Linked DNA regions of Sus scrofa: regions 2, 3, 4, 5 and 6 are each linked to region 1. Evidence: chromatin contacts called from public Hi-C and HiChIP or PLAC-seq data. All regions are on one chromosome and are shown on one strand. The core of a region is the stretch at or near the end of the contact, and the rest is flanking DNA. Distances in the headings are between cores, read along the strand shown. Region 1 holds the start of NEMF (nuclear export mediator factor NEMF). Region 2 holds the start of VCPKMT (protein-lysine methyltransferase METTL21D). Region 3 overlaps LOC110262125 (a long non-coding RNA gene). Region 4 holds the start of RPS29 (40S ribosomal protein S29). Region 5 holds the start of MGAT2 (mannosyl (alpha-1,6-)-glycoprotein beta-1,2-N-acetylglucosaminyltransferase). Region 6 holds the start of KLHDC1 (kelch domain-containing protein 1).

Region 1 (3,529 bases), core at 361-2,860:
TCAGTAGTAAATTATGCAGTTGCTTTGTAATTTTTATACTTATCTTCATCTACTTTTCGTTCTTATGTATATTCTTGCATTTTTCCTTCTGATGCCCATTTTCCTTGACAGACAAACCAGAAGCAATGTATGAGTTAGTCCAGGGGCTGACCCATATATAACTTAAATTAGTATCCTGCTCCTATCCTGGGAGTTTTGCTATGAAGTCTTTCAGTTTTTGTATATAGAGAAGTATCTGAGAGAGTTCCCTGATGGTGCAGTGGGTTAAGGATCTGGCATTTGTCACTGTGGTGTGGGTTCCATCCCTGGCCCCCTGGAACTTCTGCATCTAAGTTTTGTCCCTTTCAATGTGGAGTTTACACATGTATTGCATTTTATGCAAAATATTTAGGCATTCTTTGGGGAATGCCTTTACTGTCAATATAAGAACTTTAGTATTGTTTATGTACAGTTAGACCTGTCGCTTTTACGGTTTTGGCTACAGTCTATCCTAAACCCTCCAAATAGCTTATTTCATATCTTGAGCTATTCTGCATGATTTACTGTGCCATTTGATGCAGTAGTGCTGCGCTATATGTGTTACAGCAGCCTCTTGGAGTCTGCAATTCCTGGTTTCTTTTGAAATGCTGAACGCGCCCTTTTAACTTAAGAGTCGCCGTCTACTGGTGAGAATTTTGCTGCTCACGACACTCAGTCTGTAGGCTCTAGAATCCTCCTAGGTCCAGATTTCTTGCCGGGCGCGGTGGCGCGCGCCTGTAATCCCAGCTACTCGGGAGGCTGAGGCTGGAGGATCGCTTGAGCCCAGGAGTTCTGGGCTGCAGTGCGCTATGCCGATCGGGTGTCCGCACTAAGTTCGGCATCAATATGGTGACCTCCCGGGAGTGGGGGACCACCAGGTTGCCTAAGGAGGGGTGAACCGGCCCAGGTCGGAAACGGAGCAGGTCAAAACTCCCGTGCTGATCAGTAGTGGGATCGCGCCTGTGAATAGCCACTGTACTCCAGCCTGGGCAACATAGCGAGACCCTGTCTCTTTTGAGTTCTTATCTTAAAATTGCTTTCTTCCCAAGTATTTATTACAGTGCAAAAACAAAAAACCATTCTTGCACGACCCTTGAAACCCCTTTGGCGGGGCAACCTTGTCTTATTTTTATTTTTATCTTATTTCACCATTATCTAGCGAAATATTTGAATATTTTGATTGCCGATCATTTATGGAACCCCTATTGTATACCAGGTACTACGCTGAGACCCCCTGCTGAGTCCCAAAAGGGGATTCCCAACAGTTAGATTGGATGAGAATCCCACAATAATGGCAAAATGGTCTTTGGAGAGCAAGACTCATCAAAAAAGGAACTCCTTATTGAGAGTTGGTTTGCTTTGATCATTGAGGGCGCCTGTAGGGCAAATGAAATAATCCACTTCGGTTAAATTTCAAAACAGTAAGCTGCAGGAAAAGGGGTCCTCCTGGCTTTGATACACAGAGCCTCACTACCCGCCTGGGGAAATGCTTCCAGTACTCCTCTCATAAATTGTTACGACCAGCAGGGGTCACTATGGAGGCTGGTTTGAGTCCCGAAACACAAGGGGGCAAAGTCACTAAACTAGTCCGTAAGCTTTTCAGGAAAGAATGCAGTTTCAAGAGAACAGTTTGGATCTATTTCGAGTGGTTTTGGTGCGAAAACCAGCAACGAAAAACAAATTGATGACGGCCTGACACTCAAACACTTCACTAAAGCGATGCAAACACGTTCGCTTCAAGGAATATTGGCCCTTCTGCGCGGCCGTAGATCCGCCAAGTGCGCCTGCGCATAAGAGTAGCGGCGTCGAGTCAGGCCGGCAGTGGAGGAAGCTGCAGAATCTTCTCTCGTACCTCGCCATGAAGACTCGCTTTAGCACTATTGACCTCTGCGCGGTACTAGCCGAGCTGAATGCCAGGTACTGTACGATAGGTGACCAGGCTCGTGCGGGGAGTGCAGGAGGCAGAGTCGCAGCCCCACGGTGGAGACAAGACTGGCCTGGTGTTTCCCCTCGGTCCCCCCAGTGCAGCCCTTTATGGACCTGGTTAGGCCTGAGTGGGCGAGCGCGTGACATCTTTCCCGGGCCCTCAGGATACCCGGGCGGGGGGGACCCGGGGGACCCCAGCAGCTGAGTGCCTCATGTGCTGCTAGTCTTGCCAGGTCTTAAGTCAGCTTCTGGCGGGTTCACGTCTTACTGTCCTGAGTCGCCTGGGTCTGGCAGCTACGTTTAGTGAAAACCGACACGCCAGTTGGACGCCAGGACGCCAGAGTAGTCATTTGCTCCAGAGGTTTCCAGACCCGACCCTTAGTTTGTTAGACTCTCTTCCTCATCCCAAAGACAGACCAGTATCGCCGTTTTAGCTGGAGGTAGCAGATTCGCGTGAGATTTGGCGTCTAGTCTGGTCTCTATTATTCACCTGTCATATTTGAGCTTTGTCATATTTCCCAGGGTCTTGTTTGCGTTTTTTCTTTTAAAATAAATTAAGTGGAATCGATTTACTATATTTCCTTAGAAAATGTTGGATCATTTTAAAGACTCAATGCGTTGTATGGTATTCCTAGAGCTGATAAGCCATTTTTGTTCTAAAGTAGTTAAATTCAAGTTTTGAGCTGAGTGCCTGATGGCGTTCAGATTGTGCTCCCTGTTTGAGTCCCTGTCTTTAGAGTCGAAGATCTCCTTTTTCGAAGACTCTACTTCCGCCTACAGATTTAAATTGTGTGAGGTTTTATGTTTCAAGTGGTACTATGATTTGTTATATGTTTCCTTTCTTTTTGCAGCTTGCTAGGAATGAGAGTAAACAATGTTTACGATGTGGATAATAAGACATATCTTATTCGTCTTCAAAAGTAAGAGCATTTTGTAGGCTTATTAGATGTTTTGTAATTAAATATGAGATTTTTTTTTTAAACATGAGTTAGCGCTGGCAAATGCCCTAAAGAAAATTTTGACTTTTTCCTTCTACAGACCAGACTTTAAAGCTACACTTTTACTTGAATCTGGCATACGAATTCACACGACAGAATTTGAGTGGCCTAAGAATATGATGCCATCTAGCTTTGCCATGAAGGTAAATTTTAAGTTATACTAGAAGCAAAATCTTAAGGCCCTGAGATTGGTCACTGACCATTGAAGTTTTAAACTTTAGTTTTTATTCACTGTTATGAATAAAATAGAGATAAAGGTAGAGTAGTTGATAGATACTAGATGAATAAAGGATATGTTTATTAATGTGTCCCTTTTACTCTTTACATCCCATTGTGCTCCACATCTTTCTGTCCCCACAGTTGCTGTTCTAATGAAAGCTTTTTTAACACTGGACATAAGAGTCCCTTACCTCTACTACACTTCTCACTATCAAAACAGTTCTGTTTTAGACCAGCATCAATTGTTCTAGAGCATCATTTTTATTGGTTATCCCACCTTTTATGATTCTCTATACTGTATCCTAGCATCCTTGGCTTTTTGTGATCTGCCCTCCCTCCTTCCCTAGCCTTATCTTCCATAGCTTACT
Region 2 (3,529 bases), core at 450-2,949, 240 kb before region 1:
CCCCTTCGGCCTCCAGAACACTTTATAAACTGTCCATTCACTCTCCAGCCACCTCCACTGGGACATCTTCACAGAGATCCAGACTGGTTCAGAGATGTTAGTATGTGTCCAAATTCTCCAAACACTCCTCCAAGCACACCATCTCCAAGAGTACCACGTCGATGCTATGTGCTCAGTTCTAGTCAAAATAATCTCGCTCATCCTCAAGCCCCCCCCATTCCACCAAGGCAGAATTCAAGCCCTCACCTACCAAAACTGCCACCAAAGACTTATAAACGGGAGCTTTCGCACCCCCCATTGTATAGACTGCCTTTGCTAGAAAATGCAGAAACTCCTCAATGACCTTAGCCATATGTAGTCATTGACACTGGAATGGTATTTGTAAAGTTTTTTTTTAATTTATTCAAAAATGCATAGTATTTTAGTACTTTTTAAAAATAATGCTCTTACAAAAATGCTACTGATCAAATAAGCTTTTAAAAATTGGAAAAATGAAAATACAGAAGTCCTTTACCATTATCCTCAGGTGATCAGTAGCATTGCCTTGTCTTAGATCCTCAGTGCTGCCAAAAGGCCAGTATAAAGAAATTATATTTGCACTGTAGACTCTGCTAAAATATGGTTTAAAGTGATAATTGATTGCACTGAAAGGGGATAGTGCATTTGTGGAATTTTTCAAATTTGAGTAATAGATGACTTTTTAAGGCAGTGAATTTACACACGTATGGGGGGGGTGAGTGATACTGATTTTTTAAGCCTCTTTGACCATCTTCTAGTTTTTACATCTAGTTTTTACATTTAGGAAAATTGTGAATAACACCCACTGTTCTTAAACTCTTTAATGCCATGTCTTAAATGCCAGAATTTGCTGCTGAAGACAAAAATGAAAAAGAGAATGAAAATAATAGAATGCACTGTGTTTATTATTTTGTCAAAATGTAAACAGACTACCTAACCCAATCATAGAGGGAAAAAGGGCATATATCTTATACAGATGTGCCTTTTTGTTTTTGCAGACTATGATGTCTTTAGCTAACGAGTTGCCTATTGTTTTGGGATGTAAAGTTAATATGCCATATATGTACAGTTTTGTTTATATTGTATATTTAAAGACAGTGCTAATAATGTATATAAGTTTATGTGACTTAAGGCCTATAATACAATCTGCTACTTTACTAATTCATGAATTCAGAGGACAAGTTTCTTATGGCCTAGGAACCAACTGCATTGCCTTGAAAACCTAATAACTTTCCCTGTAAATCCTGTGTTAATAAAATTTTTTAAAATATTTTTTTAGATTGGTAATATTTAAACCAGCATATACTTAAAGCTTTATTAAACTTTTTAATCAGAAAAGTGAGTAAAACTTTTATTTGCCATTTGATTTGGACTCCTTCCCTCAAAGTGATGAAAAAGTGTGTTTTGCTCTCAGTGCCACAGCAGCAGTTGTAAAGTAGTCAGAAGCCACGTTGTTTATTTACTGGTCAGTGGCCTTTTACTGTGCTTTGTATCAGAGTTTCTAACAAGATTAATAAATCACCCAAGTCTTAATTTTTTAAAGACTTTTAAAATATGTGTTTTCATTATATGGAACAAGGGGGTAAGATTGTTGAGTTCTGTAGAAATAAATTATTTTCCCTATTTTGTGCAATTAAAATTCCATAATCCTAAAGAATTCAAGTGATGTAAACTTTGGAGGGATAACTTTACCTTCACTGTTACTGCATTCAGATGAAAAATTAGCATGTTAGAAAATCTTATCCTCCTAAATTTAAAATTAGTAGGATGATAGCTATCCTCGGTAGAATCTTGGAAGCTGCCTGGATTTAAGGCCGGCAAATGCTGTGTGAATCAGTCTCCAACCAGGTAAAAATACTCAGGTTGGCTTTTTTTTTTTTAAGAGCAGATTATAATACTAGCTTTGTCCGGAAAATTGATCTAAACTGTCAGTTCTTGAAGCCAGACTTGAAATTTTGGGAAGAACGTGTCAGTTCCGCTCCTAGGGGAAGCCCTGGCCACGGGGTAGGCACTTTGGTGGAGCCTTGCCTTCCGGGCTCTCTGCCTTCGCGCATGCGCTCTGGCGCCAACACCTCCGCCAGGAGAAGCGGGGCCCCAAGCCAGTCGAGGAGCGGGGCTGTGCGCATGGTTGTGATGTCACTGTGTGCGCCACATCTTGTTGCCAGGCAGCGATGGCGGCTACTCTGGAGTCATCCGAGGAGGACACGCTGCTGAACTTTGTGCGAGTTTTGGAGAAGCGAGATGGCACGGTGTTACGACTGCAGCAGTATGGCTCCGGCGGCGTGGGTTGCGTTGTTTGGGACGCTGCCATTGTCCTTTCTAAATACCTGGAAACGCCCGGGTTTTCCGGCGATGGGGCCCACACTCTGAGCCAGCGGTCGGTGCTGGAGCTGGGCTCTGGCACCGGGGCGGTGGGGCTCATGGCTGCTACCCTCGGGTAAGAGCTGGCGGGAAGGGACGGCGCTTTGTTGGAGAAACCGCCATTACCGGCTTCCCAACCTTGTGCCTCTACCTCAATCAATGTTATTTTATAGGGCAGATGTCATAGTCACCGATCTTGAGGAATTGCAGGACTTACTGAAGATGAATATTAATATGAACAAGCATCTTGTCACTGGTTCTATTCAAGCCAAGGTACTGAAATGGTTTGTATGGCCTTTAAGCTTTTTTTAGATAACGATTTGTAGTTTGCTTTAAATTGTGTTTCACTGTAAGTACGGTTAATTCGAAGGGAATTTTCTGGGTCTTGTTTATAAAACAAGAATATTTTAAGTTATTAAAGCAACAGTGAAAAATATTTGGTTGACATTTTTAAGGGGGGAAGAAATAGAAGACTTTCCTTCTCCACCAGACTACATACTGATGGCTGACTGCATATACTACGAAGAGGTGAGTAATGAGTGAAATTTCTTCGTTTAGAGGTTGCATACACCGTTTTCCATGGGTTCTAAAGCACACATGTCTAAGCATTTTTACATCTTTTAATGCAAATTTATTCTGTAATTGATGATACAGTAAAGAGAAAATAAAAGTCACCACGGACTACAACTTACACACTCATGATTTTAACATAGAGGCCCATGAAGCATTTTGAGAAAAGTGTTATATGCATTTTACTAGAGGCTTCTATAAAATTTTTAAAGGATTTTGCCTTTTGGATCTCCTATGTAAGGCTAAGATTTTTTATTGTTATTTTTTTTTATTTAGCTATTCCAAGTAAATTTAATATGACATTAGTGATTTTAACTGTTAAGTTGTATTGTAAAGAATTCATTGTTCTGTGGCAAAATTTATTACATTTATAGGATTTTTTTTTAAATATCAGTTTGTGTATATTGTAGACATCACTCATTTTTTAAGTAATGGGCATTGAGCCAACTTATGTTCAAATTAGGGTCAGAATTATAGGGAAATTATTGATTGTTAAATTAAAGAAAAAATTTTTTGTTTTGTTTTTAGTGGCCCCACCTGCACCATATTGAAGTTCCCAGGCTAGGAGTCAAACTGGGGA
Region 3 (3,529 bases), core at 324-2,823, 210 kb before region 1:
CCCTAGCCTGAGAACCTCCATATGCCACTCCCTTGAGTGCGGCCCTATAAATTAAAAAAAAAAAAAAAAGGCTTTGCCTCCCATTTTTTAATTTTTTTTTTTTTTTTTTTTTGGTCTTTTTAGGGCTGTGCCTATGGCATATGGAGGTTCCCAGGCTAGGGGTCCAATCGGAGCTACAGCTGCCAGCCTACACCACGGCCACAGCAACTCAGGATCCAAGCCTCCTCTGTGACCTATACCACAGCTCAGGGCAATGCCGGATCTCTAACCCGCTGCACAAGGCCACAGATTGAACCTGCATCCTCATGGATTCTAGTCAGATTTGTTTCTTCTGGGCCACAATGGGGACTGTCTCCTATTTCTAAAATGTGGTTTTGGTTGCAGTGTGTTGAGGACTAATCTGTAATAGTCATTATCAAACTTGACAGTGGTGGTGGACAGCCTCTAAGACAGCCCCCAAAGATTCCTGCCTCTCAATATGGATAATTTCTCTTAGTCTGGATTTGGATTTGTCTTAAAAAGTCTCAGTCTCTCTTTCTCTCTCTCCCTCTCTCTCTCTCTCTCTCTCTCTCTCTCTCTCTCTCTCTCTCTCACACACACACACACACACACACACACACACCCTAGCTTGGGGGAAAATCCAGCAGAGCCATGTGATGGGGAACCAATGTTTTCAGCTAAAAGTCAAAAAAGACCTGATTGACAGCAGCTTCTCCAGCACAGGCACAGTCTGGAAGTGTTTGCAGCCTGAACCAACACCTTGATTACAGCATCATGAGAACCCCTTAGCCAGAATCCCAAAGCTAAGTCAATCCCACCTTCCTGATGTATAGGAACTTTGGGATAATCAGTGTTGGTTGTTTTTAGCTTCTGTGTTTTAGGGATATTTGTTAGGAAGCAATAGATAACATACACATATGCATCAGAAGCACCTAGATTCTTGGTAAAATGTGTATTTCTGGGTCTTACCACATTCAGTGGATGTGGCCTGAAGTCTTTGCCTTTTCGCCAGGAATCCCAGGAGAATCAGAAGTGAAAACTTTCTGTATGAGCACACACAGCAAAAATAAACACTCCCTGGAAAGGCCTGGGGGGAGAGAAGACTAAGGGGAGTATGGTTGCCAGATAACTTACAGGACACCCAGTTCTATTTGAATTTCAGATAAATAACAAAAAAATGTTTTAGTATAAGCATGCCCCTTGCAGTGTTGGGGACATATTTATACCAAAACATATTTGTTATCTGAAATTCAAATTTAACTGCGTGGTCTGTATTTCTATTTGTTAAAAACTATCTAGAAGGAAAGCCCCACCCAAGTGATGGCCCAGACGGAAATAAAGTGGTGCCTTCTTTTCACAGATGGCAGGATTTTAATCCCTGAGGGATGAGGGGTTTAAAGGTGCTTGGCTGGGCCCTGCCCCTCTTCCACCTGGAAGGCAGACTGCAGACTTAGGGCCCTTAAAATGTTTCTTTGGAGGGTTGGGGTTGGGGGAGGAGTGGTGTGGAGTAGGAGGATGGAGAACTGCTCTGGAAGCCCTCCTCCACGGCCCCGCCCACTCCGAGATGCTGGTGGATCCAAGGAGAGAACAGGATGCAGGGTTGGGTCCAGCCCCTGGTGGCCCAGTGCACCCAGCTCCCTGGAGAAGTTGGTCATGTCTGTGTAGATGTCCCTGCCTGATGGGTTCTACACATGGTGCTGGGAACAAGCTTCTCTGGGTGCAGATGGCATCAGGTTCTTCCAGAGCAGTGAATGAATGCCAGTCTTCCCCCACACCCCTCCAGGAACTCAGATGAATGCAGCTGCTCATAATAAATGTGTGCCTTTCTCATTCTGAGTATGTCTGAGTCTCTGACGAGTTGTATTTATTGTAGCTCTCAGCCTTGTAAAGAGGAGGATGGTTTCAAAGACATTCCCTAATGACTGAGGTTTTAAGAACTCTGGCTTTCACTTCTGTATATGCTTTATTGTCACAGGGAACCGTCTTAATTTTGATGTGTTTATTTTCAACTATGAAACATCTTCAAAGAGATGGGGAATGAATGAGAATATGTGTGGGAGAGAAACGGGGAGAGAGAGAGAGCTTGGCTGGGTAGACTGAAACGTTTAAGGCAGGGATGGAAGAGAATGGCGCAGAAAATGTGCAGCTGCAGTAGAATCAGAGCCTTAAATAAGTGCTTTGAAACCAGACACCAAAAGTGAGGTCACGTCATTCCGAGCTCTGGTTCAGCCTTGCCCAGCGGCCTGACGCAAGCTGAAAAGCCACAGGAGGGGAACTCAGCTGAATCTCTCTCCTGAGTGAAACTGTGGAGGGGACTGAGTTTTTTTTTTTTTTTTTTTTTTTTAGAGGAAGGGAGGAGGTTTAAATCAAATGTACAGAATGTGTTCCCTGGAGGCTCTCAAGGTCTCTAAGCACCTTCACAAGCTGCTTCATAAAACCAGCATGGCCAACACAAAACAAATTTGCAAAGTAGAAGGCCAAGGATGATGTTGCCATTTCATACTTTGTATATCAGGGAGAACCCCACAGGAATTGCTCAGTTCCAGGACCACCACCCCAAATGCGGCTGACTTTGGGGGAAAATGCAATTGACTCTAGACTACAGATGGTTTAAAGCTGGAAGGGGCCTTACCCATCCAGTCCAGGTTCCTCTTTTACAGAGAAGAATCTAGGCTCCCACTTTGGCCTTCCGTTTGGTTCTCTCTGGGTATTTGAAAAATTAATAGCTACCTCAAAGATTTATTGTGAGCATTCATGTAACGATGTATATAAAGCACTTGGTACTTAGTAACTGGGATCTGTTATTATTATTTCACCAGGTCTTTGTATTTAGGCATGTGGCAGTGTTAAGGTCAGAGGGGAGTATTTCAGCATAGGTTAAACAAAACAAAACAAAAAAGAGCCCAGCTTCCTGAGACAGGGTTCATATCTTTGTAGTCTTTTAGCTTGGAAAGAACCACTGCACCATTTAATTCAATTCCTTTGTTTTAGAGCTGATGAAACTCAGGTATAGACAGGTAAGGGCTTGCTCAGGATCCTCCAACTACCTCCTTTTCTGGAACCCCATATCCTGCCAGCAAGGCAGGGAAACTGCCATGTCCTAGAAACTCGACTGAGAGGGTATCTCTTTTCTGCAGGAGCAGATGGGAATTTCTGACACATCAATTCCAATGCTCTGTTGGATTCTTTCAAGCACTGCCACTGCCGCCACCACCAAGGTAAATGAGTGAAAGTGCTACATTCTCAACTCCTGAGAGAAGAGGGAGTAATTAAGTACAAAGGCAAGTCTGGGTTTGAAATTAATGACTGTGGGATTCTGAAATGATTTTGAGATAAAATGAATAGTTTACATTAATTTGCATTGCAGTAGACAACATGGCTAGGAAAAACTGCTCTGTTGAATTTAGGAGACAAAGATCATGTCCATTATTTTCATTCTCGGCCTCAGGGAGCTTGGAGAGGGAGGAGCAGTGAGAGATTTAAAGCTTTTAATGCTCACTGTTCAGAAATATGATTTTTTTTTCTGAAA
Region 4 (3,529 bases), core at 494-2,993, 210 kb after region 1:
AAGCAGGAAAGATCCGAGAAGGCAAATGTGAGATTAGCTTTTGAAAGACACATGGGTTTTGGAAACTACCCATCAATGAAAGATTCCAGGTAAACTGTAGAAGCTTGACAATTAGACCCTCTACAGCTGGGCTTTAAGTTAAAATCCCCTTTCAATCTTATCACTAAGCCTTTTGGACTCCTCTCTAGTTAACTCAAAGTTGTTCACCCTCCCCAAGCTTTTTCCAACTCCATTCTTGACCTCAAATTCTTCCTCTCACTATTTCTTCCCTCCATCATGTGTAAACCCCACTCTTCACATATAGTGTATTTCAAAGACCCCTCAAGTGAAGCTCGTGCTGGAATTAATCTCTTTCTTTCTCCTCTTGTAGTCTATTAGTACATCTGTCATTTAATATAAAATGTCCTAAGAAACAAAAAAACAAAACGAAAAATCCAGAACGAATTGCTTATTTAGTTGTATACGTGTCACTGAGTGGCAGAAGTTGAATCTGGAAGAAAGGGCTCTTAAAAAAAAAGAGAGAGAGAGAGAGAGACAAAATGAAAGGAAGGGTTCAGGTAATAATACTATTTTCCTCACTACATTTGTTTTGAGAGCAGGATCAAGCCATATCTGGTTTTTCAGTCTCTGACTTGATTCCTTCATTATGTAAAAAAGTTCCCAATTTGGATGGGGAATTTCATAATCCTGAAATAACGTACCTTTAAGAGGTGTAGTGTTTCAGTTCTAATGTAAGAATTCATGCATAAAAGTTTCCTATATTTTGCACCCTGTGGTACATTTTATATTTCTAGTTAAAGCTCTTATTTTAGATTCATACTTAATTTTTCGTTTATTTACAGACATTATAAATGACCACGTGGATTTTAGAGACTTTTTCGGCAGATTATTAGAAGGCGTGTGATTCTTGCTAGTTATTTTGTTACCAGATCATTTGGTCAAAGCAACATACATTGGATATTTACTTGTTTCTTAACTTTAAACTTAACTAACTACACTGAAATATTAAACATCCTAAGTCTCATGTCATTTTTCTGGAATGGTGTGTGTCAATTAAAAATAAGTTTGAAAACGTATTCTGTTTAAAAACAGGAACTCCTACCGTTGACTCCTAGTTATTACAGTTGATTTTAAGTTTTTTTGCTATTTTATCCCAGTAGGGGTCAGTGTAGAGTTGAGGCAAACGTCCTTTTTCCTTTACGAGTTTAAGACTTTAATTTAAAAAAATGTGAAGGATTCTGAAGAGGAAAATAGCAGAATACTGAGATCAATTATTTGAGGGTTCAAAAGAAAAATTTATTCCAAAAGAGACGGGGTCTCGCTATGTTGCCCAGGCTGGAGTACAGTGGCTATTCACAGGCGCGATCCCACTACTGATCAGCACGGGAGTTTTGACCTGCTCCGTTTCCGACCTGGGCCGGTTCACCCCTCCTTAGGCAACCTGGTGGTCCCCCGCTCCCGGAGGGTCACCATATTGATGCCGAACTTAGTGCGGACACCCGATCGGCATAGCGCACTGCAGCCCAGAACTCCTGGGCTCAAGCGATCCTCCAGCCTCAGCCTCCCGAGTAGCTGGGACTACAGGCGCGCGCCACCGCGCCCGGCGGTGGCAGAAGGCGCAAGACAAAACTAGAGGCTGCGGTGTGGTGACGTCATCAGCAGGGCCCGCCCAGACTATTTCCATGCTTCCTCTTCACTCCCACCCCCGAGGAACAGCGTGGCCACACTGCGCACGCGTCACTGGTCCGCACTGCCTTCTGGGTAAACTGTGTCCAAAATTTTGAAGAGCGCATGCGTGCGCTAAGTCTGTCCTTTTGCCTCGTTGCAGCCGAGAGAGCAAGATGGGTCACCAGCAGCTCTACTGGAGCCATCCAAGAAAATTCGGTCAGGGTTCTCGCTCTTGGTGAGAAACAGAATGTCGCTTCAGGGAAGGGTTCCTCTGGGGCGCGACGCTGCTTGAAATAGAATGGCGGAGCCCCGCAGGTTTGCGCGTGGGGGGAGACGGAATCGGAGCTTGATTGCCGCCATTACAGGCCTCTCATGGGTCTTTGGTGACCAGCAGTGTGGGTGGTGGCTCTCTGAGTGCCGAATTGTTTACTTTCTGCGACTTGCGTTAATTTTTTCTATTTGCAGCCGAGTCTGCTCAAACCGGCACGGTCTGATCCGGAAATACGGCCTCAATATGTGCCGCCAGTGCTTCCGCCAGTACGCGAAGGATATTGGCTTCATCAAGGTATGCGTCCGCGGGCCGCATGCTCCTATTTCTGGGAGAGGCCAACAAGGGGTAGTTCCTTGGTGTGGGCTTTCGGCCAATGACGTTTTCTGCGTTTAGTTAGCAGCGCTGTTCTTGGTAGAGGATGACACTGTTCAGGGTTTGTGGCAGCCATGTGAATAGAATGGCGGGGATGCAGTGAAGGCCTTAAAAGAAGTCTTTGTAATCCCATTTTACCATTTTCGCCAGTTCGAGGTGCCGTGTAAAGTGTGTATAAAACTATTTACTTTTATGAAACCATGCTAAAATTCAACATTAGATCTCTAATCCTATCTAGCTATTTTTAAGCAAAGTACATGAGTTGACCACTGTCTTGAAATGTTGAGTTACGAGTTAGCGTCATGTAGGGGAATGAGCTTGAGGTTTGGGGCCATGTATGTTTTTTGAGGATTCAGGCAGGTAGTCATAATGACTTGGGTCACGTGTCTTGAAGCAAAGGTTTTACCTGTGGAAGCTAAATGGCAGTATTGTTGCAAAAATTAATGTATATATGAAGCTCAGAGGTGAAAACATTTCTTATTGGGTCTTTGAGCTGCATCTCTGGCCTTTTGATTCATAGTTAGGCCTCAGTAATTAAGTAGAACCTGCTTCTCTATATGTGCTTGGGAGTTGCCTGGTGGCTCAGTTGCTTAAAGATATCTGGTGGTGTCACTGCTGTGACATAAGTTTGATCCCTGGTTAGAAACTTCACATGCCGAGAGTGCAGCCAAAAAAGTGTTCTTATTTTGGTGAATTACTGTGGGTAATAATTGTTCATGTGACACTTATGTGACAGAGGCAAAATATCTTGAGCTTAAACTTTTGGCTTGGACGAAATGCTTAACAAGTACATGTTTTGTGTTACAGTGTGGAAGTTTAAATAACTTGTCAGTAGCATAACACAGATGAGAGAGTGGCTTCAAGTCCACTAAGTTTGTGACCCATTTCTCAGATGTTAGGATTAAATGAGTTATGAATGGCTCCTAGAATAGTGTCTGGCACACATTGAGTACCAAGATATTACCCATGTGATTAGTTACTTAATGACCATCTTATGTAGCAGTGTTTTTCTAGTGGGTAATTTCTTTGAGCATAGAAGGGGGAATATCAATAATGAAATTCACTGACTAAAATATAACAGATGTGTGGAGCAACTTGAAGTAGGTGTTTAGTAAATCTTTAGATGTTGATATTTTGGGTGGGTCAGATTTTCAGGTTAAACTCATTCTATAGTGAGCCATTTTTCTGAGAATAAAACGTTTAAAAGCATTTTGAATT
Region 5 (3,529 bases), core at 525-3,024, 190 kb after region 1:
CTCTTAGCAATTTCATGGTAATACTTTTAACTGGTATGACAATTTTAAATAAACTTTGCTGTATGTAATATAAGTTTTGAAAGTGGAAAAGTGTACAAAGTTCCAGATAAAAAGATTAATAGATGCAATTTAAATAAAATTTCCCCTTTTACTGGTTAACAATGATTTCCTTCAGCAGACACACAAGAAACTTTAAAACCCAACTCACAAAGTGAAAACTTGTGTTTTAAATCTTAATCAGACAAGAGGAAAAGATTACTATATTTGGACAACTTTTATAAGAATTTTGTTGTTGTATTAAAGCAGAAACCAGTTCCTAAACTCTTTTATTCAATTGTATATCCTGTTTGGACAAATATCAAAAATAGAAGACTGTCACCTTTTGCGATTGCGTTTTTTTTTTTTTTTTTTTTTTTTTTTTTTTTTTTTTTTTTTACTGCAGTCTTCTATAACTCTTACAGAGTTCATGGTCCCTAATGTCTCCCCACCCTCCATTTTTCCTAGGTGGGGAAAGGGCTGCTGTCAATTTTTCACTGATAGTTAAAGTTTCTGGAAACATGTACTGTTTGTTACTATTTAAGAGTGACTCAATTTGGGCACTCTGTGTGGATGGTCTACAGGTTTTTTTGTGATGCATACCACAGTCTCCAGCATGAAAAATCCTAGGAACTTGAGGAACCAGCACTTTCCAAAATTTTGGAAGACAAGATACAGTCAAATATTGAAGTGTCCAGTCCCAGTTATAATCATCATAAGTACAGAAAGTGTCTGTGCACTCGATCAGCTTCTGATAGGCATCCCGGGTCAAGGCCAGACCCATATTGTGCTCCGTGGATTTCCACGTTTTCACATCTACCTTGTCAGCAACGTCACGGAAACTGCGAACGGTAGTATAGGTCCCCAGGGAGAGAACGTCACACTCAGGACACTCTTGCTGCTTTAAATTCCACATCTTTTTGAAGACATGGTAAAAGTCTGGGGCTACGTAGTGATCCTCCTCTAGGAAAAGTATGAGGCCAGCATAGTCTCGAAGGACTTTGACCCTCTCCCACACGAAATGCAGCTTCCACCACCAGTGGTGTTTGGTTTGGGAGAACTTGGCCTCTCTGTAATGGCCGAAGGAGTCGGGATATTCAGCATTAATGCATCCCATTTTCAAAGCTGCATTCTTCTCCAGGTCTCTAGGGCAATCTCTGGGGTCAGTACCCGGAAACTCGTTAGGGTACAACTGAATGCTGAAAGGAAAGAACACCTGCAGAACCGGACAGAAATCCACCCCAGCGATCAGCTGATTAATCTCAGTCGACCAGAAGTCATGGCTAAAGATGACGAGGACGTTGTCGATTCCCTGGGCTTTCCGAAGTGAGTCCAGGAGCAGTTTGAGGTATTCGGCCCGGTTGTGCACCTGGACCACCAGCACAAGCTCGCGGGGGACCCAGGAGCTGACCTTATCCACATTCCTCAACGTCTGGTCAAAGTTCAGTTGGTACACTAGGGACCGGTACCGCAGCGTCAGGTTGTCCACCTCGGGCTGCGGGGCTGCCGCGACCAGCGGAGCCGCCGAATCGTTGGAGCCCCGGCGGATGCCCACGGATATGGCAGGATGGTCCCCGGCCCGGGCGCCCGCACCCCGCACGGGCTCGGCGTCCAGCAGCGGCGGGGCGAGGGCCTCATTCTTCCTTTGTCGCCCATTGCTGCTCCAGAGGACGAAGCCGCAGGCGGCCACCACGAACGTCAAGATCAGCACCTTCCGCTTGTAGATGCGGAACCTCATGGTCTCCGGGGCCGGGAGCGCGGGCAGGCGCGTAAAGGAGCTAGCGGATCCCGCACGGAAAGGGCGGGCGGGCGGCGGCCGTGGCCTGCAGCGATCGGAATGGGCCTCCGCGGCTGCCCTCGCTAACTCATCCCTGGCCCCGGGGGTCCTGGGGCCCGAAGGCGCTCAGCTCCCCTGTGCCGCCCGGGCTCCACACATCCTCGCCTGGCAGCTGCAGCTCAGGCTGTCCCGCCGCTAGGAGCCGCGACTCAGCGTCGCCTCGGTCCTCTCCATCCGGCACGGGTCCGAGAAGCCCGCCGCGGCCCCACCGCACCCCGGCTCCGTTACCTGCGCTTCCAGCGGCCCTGCGTCCTCTGGGCTTTCATCCTTACGCAGGCACCGGACGTCCCGGACCGAGGGACGCAACCTCGTCCCACTCCCGCGGAGACTGTCCTGACAACCAGCAACTGGCTCGCGGAGCTCCGCGGCCCCCGGGCCCACACCCCTCCGGCCCGCCCCTCGGGCCGTCGGTTGGCGCTTCCCCGACGCGTCGGGAGACGACCGGGCGTCGCTGCCCGCCTCTTATTGGGCCGCGGCGCTGTCGCTCAGGCTCAGTTCCTGCTTCCGTCCCGATCCTCCTTTTCCGGTGAGGCTAGAGCAGAGCGAGACCCGGAACGTGGACATCGGTTTTACTGGTAAGCTACACGCGGAGTGGTAGCGGTCTCGACTGGAGCCCCCGAAGCTCAGGATCCCGGGGTGGCCGGGCGAACCCTGGTAGGAGAGGGAGGGCGAGGCCCGCCGCCTTGGGGGATTTCAAGAACGGGCTTCTCCCTTCCGGGAAGGGGCTCCCGCATGGCGGCTGCCGGGCCGGGAGGCACTTGTTAAGGACACGTCAGCCTTCGGGGCCGCTGAAGGGAGACCGTGTTTCGGAGGGAGAAGTCAAACCACGTTGCTGCGGTCCTCAGAGAAGGGCCGGGCTCGGCCTTGGCACCAGCTACACCGCACCCGGAGCCAGACTGGCTCTCGCGCTCACTCTCCCACTCTTCCGAAGGAGAGTAGATTATCACACGACCACGCTTTAGTTGTTGGGTAACCACGGTAAATTAAGGACCAAAGGAACCCACTTTGGAACTTAGAGTCAGTAGGGGGACCTGACTGTATAGGGCATCCTTATGCTGCTGCTCTGGCCCTTATTTTAGTGAGCCTCATTTTATCACTGCTCCGATGATTAGCCTTCTAAAGAGTTGTGCACATATATATATTTATTCGTGTGGAAAATGCGTATTTGGTGCATTTATACGTTAATGATTTCTGTAATGTTACTATTTCCATATTTACAAAACTTAAAATTTCAAAATGTTTAACGTCTGTTGCTGTATTTTAAATATTTTACCACAGTATTCATCGTGAAAACACCCCTGTTGCAAAGATGGTCAACGTACCTAAAACCCGAAGGACTTTCTGTAAGAAGTGTGGAAAACATCAGCCTCACAAAGTGACCCAGTATAAGAAGGGCAAGGATTCCCTCTATGCCCAGGGAAAGAGGCGCTATGATCGGAAACAGAGTGGCTATGGCGGGCAAACAAAGCCAATTTTCCGGAAGAAGGCTAAAACCACAAAGAAGATTGTGCTGAGGCTTGAATGTGTTGAGCCCAACTGCAGATCCAAGAGGATGCTGGCAATTAAGAGATGCAAGCATTTTGAACTTGGAGGAGATAAGAAGAGAAAGGGCCAAGTGATCCAGTTCTAAGCCTTGAGAATTTTTTTTATTCTATA
Region 6 (3,529 bases), core at 673-3,172, 130 kb after region 1:
AGAATAAAATGAGATTTTAAAAATTTAGACATTCCAGTTTATGGACCCAATAATAATCTACACTATCTCCACATGAGATATGACAGGTTACTATTTGAGTTTTTTTCATTTAAATTTTACAATATTAAGAATTACTATAGCAGATGAAGTTTTACACCTGTACATCAAGTGGCAGGGCTCAAGAAACAATTAAAATATTTCTTCTGCATAAACCATCATTACATCTACTTTTTCATTAAGAACAAGTGGTGGAAATATTAGACCTTAAGCAAGCATAATAACGTAACCTAATTTACGTTAGTTTATCATAGGAAAAAGCCAACTTTGGAAATCCAATACACCTAGGTTGGAATCTGTTGCCCTTTAGGTCAAACGGTCATTCAAATTATTTTACTCTTACTGACTCTTTAAAATGGGGATATTACTTACCTTACAAAATATGGTAAAGATTATACAAGATTAGGGATATGAAATTTCCTAGCACATGCCACGTATAGTCGGCACTCAAATTTGAGTTCTAATTTTCCCATCCTGATACTAAATCAAATTAAAAATAAACACACAAACAAAACAACAAAAACCAACTTAGATCTGAGAATCATTTAACATATACAGTATGTGCTTTATTTCAGTAAGCGATTCAGACATGTTACATCTGTCACATAATAGTATCGAGTCTGAAAAACGTAGGTTATACCTCCAGTAGAACTCCAGACGGCTCGCTTTTTTTCAATCTGTAAACTACAGGTGTTGGCATATATTCCTGAACTGTTTTCCATCTTTAGAATCTTTGCTTCTATAATCCTTTGATTACAGAAACAAAAATACGCATATTCAAGCCTCCACTGTAATGAGAATTTTAAAGCATAATACTCTTAAGCATACTGTTTCTAACATGAGTCTGTTTTGAGACTTGAAAAAAAATTCGTCATTACCCACTGGTAAAAGAATGCCACTGTTTGCTTATAAATACTTAAATGCTTCAGTGATTTTGGTATTTCGGATCGCGCCGCGGGGAGTAAGGAAATATTTACAAAATAACAAAGCATGGCATCCTTGGGCTTTTGAGCCTGCGCATGCATTTGAAACTGACCCTCAATCGCGCAATAACTGACTAAGTGCTGGGCAAGCCGCGGTCGTGGGGCAACAGTGAGGACCTGGGGAACTGAGTGGGAGGAGCCCGGAAGCCGGGGGTTGAAGGCTTTCCTAGTGGGAAAAGGCGGCGCGGCGTCAAGCCCCGGCAAGGCGGGGAGAGCGGTCGACTGCGGAGGGGCGGGGCCCCGGGGGGTGCCGAGCGCGCCCCGCCGGGATCACGGACCGGCCCCCGCCTCGGGGCCGTGTGTAGGCGGCCGCTCGGGCCGAGAAGCCGGGCGGGCTCCCGGCGCGAGTCCGCCCCGTCCCGCCTCTTCCCCTTACCACGTAGCCCCCCCACACGTAGAGGAAGTTTCCGTCCACCACCGCGCAGTGGCCGCTGCGCTCCTCGGCCACACAGAACAGCTGTGAGTCCGCCATCCGCACCGTCGCTGGGGCCGGCCGGTCGGCGCGCCGCAGCCCCTTGCCCACGGAGCGGCCTCTCCTCCCGCCCGGCTCCTCCACGCACGAACGGAACGCGTCGAGGGTCGAGATTGGTGGGAAGGCGGCGGCAGTGCGGCTGCGCCGTCCCGAAGCCCGCCCGGGAAGCCGAGCCCTGGGCGGCGGTGCCAGTTAGGGATGCTTGAGGTCTGAGTAGGAAGGGAGGTTCCTGGGCTTCTCCGGATCCCGATTTCACTTGGGAGTATGTTGTGTGGGCAGTACCGCCTAACTCTGTATTTTATCCACTAGCCTAATGGATTTCTGGTCTATGGGCTTAATGCTCCTGTGACTTAAATCAATATATCAATATATTAATATATTAATGCTTTTTGAGGGTTTGCCTTTTCCATTCAGCCTCCATCTGAGATAGCCACAGAGGGAGGGAGAGAGAGAGAATGTGAGAGAATAAGAATTTTAAATATATACATATGTACTTTTTTTTTTAATTAGGTATTTTCTAGAGTTCTCTTCTAGTGCAGCGGGTTAAGGATCTGGCATTGTCACCTCAGCAACTTGGGTGGCTGCTGTGGTGCAGGTTTGATCCCTGGCCTGGGAAGTTCCACAGGCCAGGGGCTCAGCCCCCCCAAAACCCCTCAAAATAGCAAGCAGACACATTAGGAATTTCCTAAAACATATGCCAGCCAGCTATGGCCTGCAGGACAAATCTTTCCACTGCCTATTTCTGTAGCACCCACAAAGTAAAAATAGTTTCACGTTTTTTAATGGCTGAAAAAATTGAAAGAATATTACTCATGAAAATCATATACATCCAAATTTCGGCATCTCTGCATAAAGTTTTATTGGCACACAACCACCTTAATTTAAGTATTGTCTTTGGCAGCTCATGTAAGCCATGGAGTTGAATAGACAGAGCTGAGTAGCTGCAACAAAGACCAGAAAACTCCCATTGCAGGAAAATATTTACTTCCAGCCACTTCCAGAAAAAGCTGGCTTACCTTTGCTTTAAATTGTTACTTAAGTAAAACTAGAACCAAGAGGGAAGAAAATAATTATACCAGTGTCTATATATGTACTTGTTCAGAATTTCCCTTTGAAGAAAATTGGCTGCCCACCACCCAGAAGTTAATTTATTAATTTATTCAGTATATATTAAGTGCCTGCCAGCTGTAGATAGTTCATACTGAGGCTCTGTTAGAAACTCTCTGAAAAAATCTATTATTATTATTATTATTATTATTATTATTATTATTATTGTCTTTTTGTCTCTTTTAGGACCGCACCCTTGGCATATGGAGGTTCCCAGGATAGGGGTCCAATTGGAGCTATAGCTGCCGGCCTATGCCAGAGCCACAGCAACGCAGGATCCAAGCCACATCTTCCACCTACACCACAGCTTTTGGCAATGCTGGATCCTCAATCCACTAGGCGAGGCCAGGGATTGAACCCACATCCTCACAGATGCTAGTTGGGTTCATTAACTGCCAAGCCATGACAGGAACTCCAAGAATCAAGTATTAGTATTATTATTATTATTATTATTATTATTATACTTTTTAGGGCCACATATGTGGCATATGGAAGTTCCCAAGCCAGGGGTGGAATCAGAGCTGCAGGTGCTGGCCTACCCCATAGCCACAGCAACGCCAGATCTGAGCCGCATCTGGGACCTACACCACAGTTCACTGCATCTCCAGATCCTTGACCCACTAAATGAAGCCAGGGATGGAACCCACATCCTCATGGATGTAATCAGATTTGTTTCTGCTGCACCACAATGGGACCTCTAAGAATCAAGTATTATTGACACCCCAGAGCCTCAGAGTAGTAGATACTAAATGAATACTAAATATGTAGATAATAAATATCTGTTGACTAAATGAATAGACAAACTGAATTTTAAGATAAATTAGTCACAGTTCTACCACAGGGCACAGGGCTTCAATGTCTAGTCAGAGGGAAAGATATGTACAGAAATACATACAGTGTGGGATGAAAA

What was found. Hi-C and Micro-C count contacts between places; a contact is called where the count stands out from the background. HiChIP or PLAC-seq counts read pairs in DNA pulled down with a chosen protein or histone mark.
Region 2: a contact with region 1 is called in an H3K27ac HiChIP or PLAC-seq map of skeletal muscle. The contact joins the promoter of VCPKMT here to the promoter of NEMF in region 1. A contact is called at or near these places in 2 of 5 promoter capture datasets (fetal skeletal muscle and liver), 22 of 47 Hi-C or Micro-C datasets (alveolar macrophages, blood, brain and 11 more) and 2 of 2 datasets of contacts at active chromatin or transcription factors (alveolar macrophages and skeletal muscle).
Region 3: a contact with region 1 is called in an H3K27ac HiChIP or PLAC-seq map of alveolar macrophages. The contact joins the enhancer-like site here to the promoter of NEMF in region 1. A contact is called at or near these places in 2 of 5 promoter capture datasets (fetal skeletal muscle and liver), 20 of 47 Hi-C or Micro-C datasets (alveolar macrophages, blood, brain and 10 more) and 2 of 2 datasets of contacts at active chromatin or transcription factors (alveolar macrophages and skeletal muscle).
Region 4: a Hi-C map of liver shows a contact between it and region 1, with 2.7 times the contacts expected there. The contact joins the promoter of RPS29 here to the promoter of NEMF in region 1. A contact is called at or near these places in 1 of 5 promoter capture datasets (fetal liver), 5 of 47 Hi-C or Micro-C datasets (heart right ventricle, liver, mesenteric adipose tissue and 1 more) and 2 of 2 datasets of contacts at active chromatin or transcription factors (alveolar macrophages and skeletal muscle).
Region 5: an H3K27ac HiChIP or PLAC-seq map of alveolar macrophages shows a contact between it and region 1. The contact joins the promoter of MGAT2 here to the promoter of NEMF in region 1. A contact is called at or near these places in 2 of 5 promoter capture datasets (fetal liver and fetal skeletal muscle), 9 of 47 Hi-C or Micro-C datasets (alveolar macrophages, brain, heart right ventricle and 4 more) and 2 of 2 datasets of contacts at active chromatin or transcription factors (alveolar macrophages and skeletal muscle).
Region 6: a contact with region 1 is called in a Hi-C map of liver, with 2.7 times the contacts expected there. The contact joins the promoter of KLHDC1 here to the promoter of NEMF in region 1. A contact is called at or near these places in 1 of 5 promoter capture datasets (fetal liver), 4 of 47 Hi-C or Micro-C datasets (heart right ventricle, liver, skeletal muscle and 1 more) and 1 of 2 datasets of contacts at active chromatin or transcription factors (alveolar macrophages).

The regions. Positions count from the first base shown.
Region 1 is chr1:179,669,306-179,672,834 of Sscrofa11.1, reverse strand. It overlaps NEMF (nuclear export mediator factor NEMF), which reads left to right and starts at 1,610. Exons shown (of 33, transcript XM_001924630.5): 1 at 1,610-1,935; 2 at 2,796-2,864; 3 at 2,983-3,085. The coding sequence starts at 1,877.
Region 2 is chr1:179,905,609-179,909,137 of Sscrofa11.1, reverse strand. It overlaps VCPKMT (protein-lysine methyltransferase METTL21D), which reads left to right and starts at 1,699. Exons shown (of 6, transcript XM_021101519.1): 1 at 1,699-2,455; 2 at 2,553-2,663; 3 at 2,835-2,907. The coding sequence starts at 2,190. It overlaps SOS2 (son of sevenless homolog 2), which reads left to right. Exons shown (of 23, transcript XM_021101439.1): 23 at 1-1,560. The coding sequence ends at 342.
Region 3 is chr1:179,882,820-179,886,348 of Sscrofa11.1, reverse strand. It overlaps LOC110262125 (a long non-coding RNA gene), which reads left to right. Exons shown (of 3, transcript XR_002346707.1): 2 at 3,138-3,218. Among named protein-coding and RNA genes, the nearest start is that of VCPKMT, 23 kb to the left of the region's middle. Within about 2 kb of position 1,573, at least 55 of the 83 cell types and tissues checked have an H3K27ac peak or open chromatin away from gene starts, as enhancers often do. A contact at or near this core is called in alveolar macrophages, brain, fetal liver and 5 more, where this site is marked.
Region 4 is chr1:179,455,061-179,458,589 of Sscrofa11.1, reverse strand. It overlaps RPS29 (40S ribosomal protein S29), which reads left to right and starts at 1,743. Exons shown (of 3, transcript XM_021101317.1): 1 at 1,743-1,903; 2 at 2,134-2,233. The coding sequence starts at 1,842. It also overlaps LOC102723301.
Region 5 is chr1:179,476,709-179,480,237 of Sscrofa11.1, reverse strand. MGAT2 (mannosyl (alpha-1,6-)-glycoprotein beta-1,2-N-acetylglucosaminyltransferase) reads right to left here and starts at 1,774. Exons shown (of 1, transcript NM_001128482.1): 1 at 434-1,774. The coding sequence starts at 1,774. The coding sequence ends at 434. It overlaps RPL36AL (ribosomal protein L36a like), which reads left to right and starts at 2,418. Exons shown (of 2, transcript NM_213917.1): 1 at 2,418-2,448; 2 at 3,152-3,529. The coding sequence starts at 3,183. The coding sequence ends at 3,503.
Region 6 is chr1:179,538,618-179,542,146 of Sscrofa11.1, reverse strand. It overlaps KLHDC1 (kelch domain-containing protein 1), which reads right to left and starts at 1,922. Exons shown (of 12, transcript XM_021101387.1): 1 at 1,417-1,922. The coding sequence starts at 1,512.